Regions from separate parts of the Rattus norvegicus genome. Here regions 1 and 3 are each linked to region 2. The links are chromatin contacts, called in public Hi-C maps. All regions are on one chromosome and are shown on one strand. The core of a region is the stretch at or near the end of the contact, and the rest is flanking DNA. Distances in the headings are between cores, read along the strand shown.

What was found. A called contact is a pair of places that touch in the nucleus more often than the background predicts.
Region 1: a Hi-C map of the A7r5 cell line shows a contact between it and region 2, with 2.8 times the contacts expected there. The contact joins two enhancer-like sites. A contact is called at or near these places in 3 of 12 Hi-C or Micro-C datasets (the A7r5 cell line, the Rat2 cell line and mammary epithelial cells).
Region 3: a Hi-C map of the Rat2 cell line shows a contact between it and region 2, with 5 times the contacts expected there. The contact joins two enhancer-like sites.

Annotation. Positions count from the first base shown.
Region 1 is chr6:30,564,080-30,566,979 of GRCr8, reverse strand. No RefSeq gene overlaps it. Among named protein-coding and RNA genes, the nearest start is that of Mrpl33, 12 kb to the right of the region's middle. Within about 2 kb of position 1,574, at least 24 of the 93 cell types and tissues checked have an H3K27ac peak or open chromatin away from gene starts, as enhancers often do. A contact at or near this core is called in the A7r5 cell line, where this site is marked.
Region 2 is chr6:30,412,808-30,415,521 of GRCr8, reverse strand. The region is part of intron 3 of Babam2 (BRISC and BRCA1 A complex member 2); the gene reads left to right. Among named protein-coding and RNA genes, the nearest start is that of Babam2, 53 kb to the left of the region's middle. Within about 2 kb of position 1,366, at least 21 of the 93 cell types and tissues checked have an H3K27ac peak or open chromatin away from gene starts, as enhancers often do. A contact at or near this core is called in the A7r5 cell line, where this site is marked.
Region 3 is chr6:30,182,156-30,184,855 of GRCr8, reverse strand. The region is part of intron 7 of Babam2 (BRISC and BRCA1 A complex member 2); the gene reads left to right. Among named protein-coding and RNA genes, the nearest start is that of Fosl2, 140 kb to the right of the region's middle. Within about 2 kb of position 1,250, at least 33 of the 93 cell types and tissues checked have an H3K27ac peak or open chromatin away from gene starts, as enhancers often do.

The sequences.
Region 1 (2,900 bases), core at 325-2,824, 150 kb before region 2:
TCTAACCTGTAATCAAAGTTCTGCAGTGTGGGTTCCTGACTCTACAAGATGCTGATTATGAGGGAGGGGGTCCATCCTCGACTTTCAAGCCTGCTAGAATCTAACAGCAACATCTATTAGTAAAAGACATGATCTGGTTATGGTAGGGAAAACCCGTAACCCCTGCACTTAATAGGCCGAGGCAGGAGGATCACCGCGTGATCAGGGCTGGTCCTGTTTACAGAGTGAGGCCCTATGTCAGCAAGCATCTTCGTGGTAACAACAGCAACAATAGTAATTTAAAAATAGAGAATTTGCACGTAATGATAGCTAATATAGCCTTTGAGGCAAGTATATTGTCCTAGGTCCTTTTTCTTTTAATTAAGAAAAAGTCGGGGCTGGGGATTTAGCTCAGTGGTAGAGCGCTTACCTAGGAAGCGCAAGGCCCTGGGTTCGGTCCCCAGCTCTGAAAAAAAAGAACCAAAAAAAAAAAAAAAAAAGAAAAGAAAAAAAAAGAAAAAGTCGTGGGGAAGAGGTGGCACACACCTTTAGTCCCAGCACTGGGGAGGCAGAGACGGGGCTCTCTGAGATCCAGGGCAGCCAGGGTTACATGGGGCTGGGGTGATGGCTCAGCGGTTAAGTGCACTCACTGACTGCTGTTCTAGAGGACCTGTGTTCAATTCTGAGCGCCCACAGGGCAGCTAACAACTGTCTGTAACGCTAGCTCTAGGAGAGCTGATGCCCCCTTCCGGCCTCTTCCAGAACTGGAGTTGTGAGCTACGTGATGTGGGTGTTGGAAACCAAACCTGGGTCTTGCAAGAGCAGTAGGTACTGTTAACTACTGAGCCATCTCTTTAGTCCAAAAAAAGTCTTTTAAAATACTTTTTAACATTTATTTGTTTATTTAGCACACATGCACGCGCGTGCACGTGCACATCACCCCTAAAAACCATAGGCCTACATGTGGAGGCTAGAGGACAACTTGCAGGGGCCTATTTCTCCTTTTACGTTGTGGGTACTGGGGATAAAGCAGTGTCGGGAGAGTGGGGAGGACTCTGGCAGTTGAGCACTTTTTTCCCCCATGGATTTGAATTTAAGGAGAGACTGTTGGGTGGAGCCTGGCTGGAAGGAGAGAGACAGCCTCCCCCAGATTTCCAGCTGCCCTGAGTGGTTGCCTCACAGGCTGTTACTTAACTCTCCTTACCACTTCCTGGGGTGGGGAAGGGAAGGGCAGAGTGTAGCAGCTGATGCAACAGGCCAAGCAAAGCTGGTGTTATTCTTTGAGGACAGAGGCAGGGCCAGCAGGGTTGGGCTGCTCTGGGCTGCAGCTGTAAGACTCTGCTCTCTGAAAGGTTTCAGCTTCTGCTCCTCTCCATCTTTATTACTGAAATGGGGCTCACCCTCTGATCCTCCAAAATTTTAGATGACACTTCGTCAGGATTCACCTACGTTCATTCACTGACTTCATCAACTTGGAGCCACGTCTGCTGGGAACACACACAGTGGGGCCTTCAGAAGGGGACAGTCTGATTGGAGGGCTTCCTCCCACTAGACCATGTTTCCCATGAGTTCTTCCAGGAGGAAATGGACCCAGCCAGAGGTTTCAGAATGTGTCAGATCCAAACTTTTCTTCTGTAGTGCCAAAGGCCTCAAAACACACCCTGGGGAATGCACTTTCTATTTAAGGCCACATCTAGCCATTAGAAACGAGCTATGAGGCATTTTCCTTTCTCCAAAGAACCTAGATAGCTTGAGCGCAGTAACTCAATCTCACACACACACACACACACACACACACACACACACACACACACACACACACAGAGAGAGAGATGGGGTGATGCCTCAGCCCTGTGTGTCTCAGGTGTGTGTGTGTGTGTGTGTGTGTGTGTGTGTGTGTACATACATATATACATATATGCCTGACAAGTGGGTAAAGGGCACTTGTCACAAGAGTCTAGCAACTTAAGTTCAATCCCTGGGGCCCAGTTAAAGGCAGAAGGAGAGAATTAATTTCATAATGCTCTTCTGACTTCCACTGATAAGAAAATAAATTACAAAACCAGCTGTGGTGGTACACAGAATTTGGCTGACCAGTAAGTTTCCAGGGTCTAAATGTATCTTCCCATGCCCAGTGCTAGGAATCCAGATGTGTGCCACCATGCCTAGAATTACTATTACTATTGTTGTTGTTGTAATTAATGGACATTCAGACACAGCTCCTTGAGCGAGAGCAGTAAGCGCCTTACCCCCTGAGCCATCTCACCAGCACGTGGGACATATATGTTGAATACAACATATAGAATTCTGTTCTGTGTGGGAAAATTCATTTCTAAATCTTTCCCCAGATCAGCTCATTTGGAGATGATTAATTTGGTTGATAATTGATTGGCTCGTTTTTCTCCGTGGCATCGAATACCTAAATTTAGAAAGAAGCCTTGAGCAAGGTAGCTTGTAATTTAGGTGCACATTTTATGATTATACATTTGTTCATATACAGTAGCATGCAATCAAATGTAATCATCTGGACAGCCCGAAATAGCGCAATTACGGTGTTAGTGCAGTGGAGCAGGTTGGGGGCCTTTTTGCATTAGCCATCAACCGACTTAAAGATGTTTTCTCTCGTTAACCTTTAAGTCTGGAGCTAATGAGTGACTCTGGGGACTGCAGACTACACTGAGGTGACCATGTAGTTCACCAAACACCAGATAAACTGGCGCATTTGTCGAGTTTGTCGCAAGTCACAGAAGGCATCTCCGGAAAGGCTTTGTCTCCGGCTGGAGAAGGAGCTCACTTCTCTTACCAAAGGCTGTGCCTCCTTTTGTTTCAGATCCCTAGTTGAAGGAGGACCCGGTTTCCCCTTCTAACTGTATACCAGATTACAGTTAAGCCATCTTTCAAAGCTGCTTCCTCCAAAAAGA
Region 2 (2,714 bases), core at 117-2,616:
CTCTTTACATTCCAGATCTAAGCAAGATAATAGGCGCGCGTGCGCGAGCGCGCGCGCGCGCACACACACACACACACACACACACACACACACACACACACACACCCCAAACTCACTAGGGATGTTTCCTGTCGACACCTGTCATTCAGACACAACCTTTCCTCCAGAATCCATTTTTTCCCCCTGACTTTGGCTATGTCCTGTTTTGTAGAGGGAAGGGAACATAATATTTTGGTAGGATTATATCTTTAAAGATGGAGAATTACATCCATTAAAAAAAATAAACAACTTAGCAAAAAAAAAAAATTGGCAAAATCAGAAAATGCTTGCAAGAGGATTTGGGATGTTCTAGAGAATTACAAAGATAAATGATTTCAGGTAAAGACCAAGAGTCTCTAATTTGTGAGGGGAATAAAGAGTCAGAGGCAAGAGAGAGATGGATAGACAGCCCTTGTTGGAGGGAAAAGAGAAAATGATTAAAAGTTTTTAAATGTATTCTGAAAAAAAATAAAAATAATTAAAATGTGTTCTGAATAAAATCTGTACTCTCCCCCCTCGAGCCTTAGGTACTGGACTCCTTCCCTGTTATTGTCTCCTCAGTGGCGAGCCCCTGTTTGATAGTGGTTGTGTTGAGTACACAGCAAAGCTGCAAACCATCTCTCATTAGTTCTTTCTTTGTACTTATGCCTAACCCTCTCCCTCTGGAGAAATGCCAGTTTGCCACTAAATTTAAATAAATAAGAACATGTCTCATCAATAGGGGTGGCAAATCTAGCCCCTCTTTAGAGCACTGAGCAATTTATGACCATATGTTAAATACCATAAAACAGCTTTAAAGATTTGGGCCCTGGCCATTGCCAGATTGCACCGTAGGAGTACGGCAGCGCTGCAAGGGACTGGGAATGTTTCCTCCGGCCCTTGCAGGCCTCAGCAACTCACTGATGTCACAGCCAAAGGGGCCTGTTTTCAAACATTCCCTTTATAAAGGTGAAATCCCACAAGATCCCATTTGGCATTTGGGTAGCGAGAAAGCAAGACTTCTTTTTAACTCTTAAGGGTCAGAATTAGTAAGACAGTGTTGTGTGGGAGAGCAAGTAGCTTGGCAGTGGTGAGTGTAGGAGGCAAGTCGGGAGTTGGTAGGAGACGTCCTTCTCATTCTTGTTCTTGGAGCGTGAACTGGGCTTTTATATGGTACCAGGCAACCAAATACCGCATTTCTCACTCATTTTCTTCTTGCCAGCTTCCATGGAATTAATATTAATGTTACAACAATTTAAAAATTTCATACTAAAGAGCTGCCAGCTGTAAGGATTCCTTTTCTTCCAGGAGTATGACTCATTATTTGGTGAACTCCAAATATTAGCTTTTCTTTTTACCATCATCACTGCCTGTGACTCACACATGGCATATCGTGGGCTCGTGGTTGAGAGCATGTAGGAGTGTGCCAGCACATGTGCTTTTTGGTCAGGTGGTTCTGGATGGTCTCAGATGAGAACACTGGAAGCAGGGACAGGCCCACCAAGTGCAAGTAGGCATGGCAAGGCTCTGGGTCGCACTTCACTGACACATCTCCTGGAAAGAGAAAGATGATGAGATTTGGCTGTCAAAGGTCCAGGATCCCCAGCCTTCTTGAATGTGTATGTGCCAGCCCTAGGACTGAAATCTGTCCTGCCCGTATAGACCGTTCTGTTTGGTCTTCCTTTGTAGCTCCTCTCCTGTACATTTGAGGCAGTCACACACTTCTCTAGGAAGTGCAGTTGGGAAGCTCCTGTTAAATTCTTCCTAAGGCAGGAAACACACTATTGTTTCTTGTTGTTGCTTTCTTCCTTTGAAAGAACAAATTATTTCATACTTTGGCAATTTATAAAGGCTCCGGGTAGTAGTTTGAAAAAACCATACTGCTGGTCTAAGGCAAAAATGCAGTGATCTTTCCTGACACCTTTAAGTCTGGGCTTGTTTTCCCATGACACGTATGCTGCAGGAGGGCAGCTGTGGAAGAGTGGAAGTCCTTTCCCCTACTGCACATGAAGTCTTTAGAGGGACAACAGGATTTTGCTTTGAGCCTTTGATTTTAAGCTTCAGTCTAATTAATTAGGCTATAGCTGCCCACTTAATTCTTCTCTGTTTCTCTCAGGACCTTTCTGTTCCTGTTACAGGCATCTGTTAAGTCTTTTTACCTGAGTGGGTTTCTTGAATATTTGCATCATAGTTTTCAAACTATGTAGAACACAGAAGCAGTTAAAATGCCCTCTTCATTCTTTAATATGAGAAAAATGTCACTTTAGTCATTTCTCAGTATCTTGCCACAGTGGATGGAAATTAGAATAGGGAACATTTGGCTTTCTGTGAGTTGAAAGCTAGATTTTTGGCAACTGATTTCTTTCTGTAGACTAGTAATTATTCTTAGCTCAGTCCACCAAAGAGAAGAACCTGTTTAATAAAGGGGACCAGCTCATTATTGAGTTCCGTTATAGTATTTAACATAGCATCCTTGGCTATGTGTCATGGCACAGGCCCTTCGTACTCCAAGCCTCTCTTTTCATTTCTGAGAAGCCTGCCTTCAGCAAGGTCCAGTCGTAGTATGTGAAGTGTAACTGTGCTCTTGTATCATAGCTCCTAACACAAATGAAGGGAAGGGAAGGGAATAGGGAAAAGGGAAAAAGGGGGGAAAAGAGGGGAAAAGAGAGAAAAGGGGAGAAAAGGGGAGAAAAGGG
Region 3 (2,700 bases), core at 1-2,500, 230 kb after region 2:
GGGCTTGAAATAAGGGCAGGAAGGTCAATTGGCAAATACAATTACATGGGTGATTTGGCTTTGAAAGTGGATCCGGACATGCTGAACATCCCCCAAATTGGGAGGACACCAATTGCTTGTTAACTGAGACGACTAGATAGATACCTTCTTCTGTGTGCTTGACGGTGTTCCTCGTGCTGGGGCGACCCATTGGACAGTTGGTCCTATGGGTCTGCAAAAGAACTAGCTACAGGATTTGTCTCCTCCAGCTCCAAGAGAATCTCTGAAAGGCATTTACATTACCTGTGTGTGCTATGCTGGGACAGAGAAAAGTAGAGACTCACTGCCTGGCACTACAGACAGCTTATACAGTCTACAGATGATGTTCAAGAAAGGCTAATTCCAACATTAGCCAAAACTGCATGTAAGCCAAACCAAAACAACAGCAAAAATGCCGATACTCATTTTATGAACCGCTTAATTGCCGTATTAGTCACAAAGATCAAATCACAGGAATGCCCCGCCTCTAAGGGCTGTTCTCCATGATGATGAGCACGAGCCAGCTGTCATTACACATCAGCCCTAGCACTGTATCCTAAAGACATCAAATGTGACTTCTAAACATCCCAGTTGGGGTCATGGCATCTTATGTTAGTGCCTGGATGCTTTACTTGTTGGGCACATGTTTTTAGTTAACTAGCAAAAATAGTTGAGACAGGCCCATTTGTGATAACTACAGATTCTCACATGTTGTAAGGGTCCCAGAGCCAGGCCTGCACTGTTGCTAGCAACATAGCCAGTTTGGGTTAGTTTGGTTTCCTAACAGAGCCTAGATGGAACCTAGAGCCTTGTTCATACTAGATAGGCAATCTGGATCCCCAGTAGTGTCTAAAATGTTTGCAAGCACTTTGCTTCTGTACTGTCCTTTGCTTTATTGGATTTAAGACTTTCACTTCTACTGTATGATGTTTCTCTAGGAACAGGTTAGAAGAAGGTGGGAATCTAGCTTAGTGGTAGACTGTCTACTTAGGACAAGTGATAGTTTGTTAATTAAAAACATGAACCAATGAGTTCATGCACCACCATCAATAAATAAGTAAAGAGGAAACATGCCTGAGGATGTCAGGATACTGCCATAGGCATCTGTGGATAGCCAAGAGCCCCACGAACTTTGAAGGTTTGGCTGGAATGCCATAGGGAAACAAACACTCCCATGCTAAGTACAAGCCCAGCCTCAAGTTAACAATAAGACCAACATTTTGTTGCTTCATTTTCCTATAAAGTTCTGGGTTGCTGATTGAAGCAGAATTCCAATGCTTTGACACACCACCACATTGTTAAGATAGGGAGGATTTGATTATAGGAGAACAAGCCCCCAAAATGTCCATTTCACACACACACACACACACACACACACACACACACTCACACACACACACACTCACACACTCTCACACACACTCACACACTCTCTCACACTCACACACACTCACACACTCACACACACACTCACACACTCACACACTCACACACTCCCCTAAGGTCTCGCTTGCTTGCTTCTCAAGGCAGTGTGTGGTTGCAATTCCTCCATTTGATGTGGTTCATCCTCCAGTGCCAAACAGGGCAATGTGGGGAAATGATGACACTGCAGAAAATGAGGGTGGCAGTGACCTGCTTAGTAACAAGAGAAATAAAACAGATCTTAGGAATCGAGGCCAAAAATACCTGCTTCTCTACACAGTGAGGAGAAAGAAACAGAGTGTTTTCCTGTGATAGAAAGAGACTAGGCTCTGCCGGCAGCTGGCACCTTGTAGACCAAGCAAGGGCAAGCCAGGAGAGCCACCGGCTGGCTGGGGTAGGTGAGAAGGCAGCTGCCTGAGAAAGGGCGTGGGTTCCTTAGGTCAAGGGTGTGGGGTGCCAGGGAAGAGAGAAGGGGAGCCAAGGCTGCCTTCCTGCCTAGGCACAGAACACACTTGCAAAATTTTCTTATTTCAACACCATGCAGCATTGGAGGCGAGGCCTAAAAAGCGTCACAGTTTAAAAGAAGCAAAAGCTGTCCATGCAGGAGTGGGTTCTATTTATTTACAACTTTAAGGCTGGACAGCTTTTCTATTGTGTGGTTTGTGACTACCCAAAGTGACATTTTTTGAGTTTTAAAATTATCTCTTTTTGCACTGAGAAAAGAGCATATATGATTCATCTTAATATTGCGAGGATCAGTCAGCAGCTAACAGCTAGTATTTTGGGTGGGAGGCAGGCTTCTGTAGGCAGCTTTTTCACCTAACATAGAAGTAAAAAACACCAGAATATGCCTCAAGCTTCGTTCGGAATCATATAAATAGCTCGCTCTTGCACAGTTACAATCTAATGCCATCGTAAGAACTCCCACGGTTCATGAACTGCCTCACGCGCACCTCACCCATGCCTAAAGACGTCTATAGAGGGATGACACTAACTACACCAGTGGAGTTCCAAGGACGCTTGACAGAGGGGCCTGGTTTTTGTTTCTGCTAACATCCTCATCTTGGGCTTTTGCCTGTGTTTCTTCCTGGATGATTTTGTTTTTCAGCCTCTGTAGCACCATCAAGTCATTCTAAGACAAGAAACAAGCTAAGGCCACTAGGCAGATCCAGCCAGTGGTTGGTTGCACATGGCCCACCAGCTCTGAATAATTTTTGCATTTTTCATGGTTACAAAAGCATTTAAAGAATGATGTTTTGT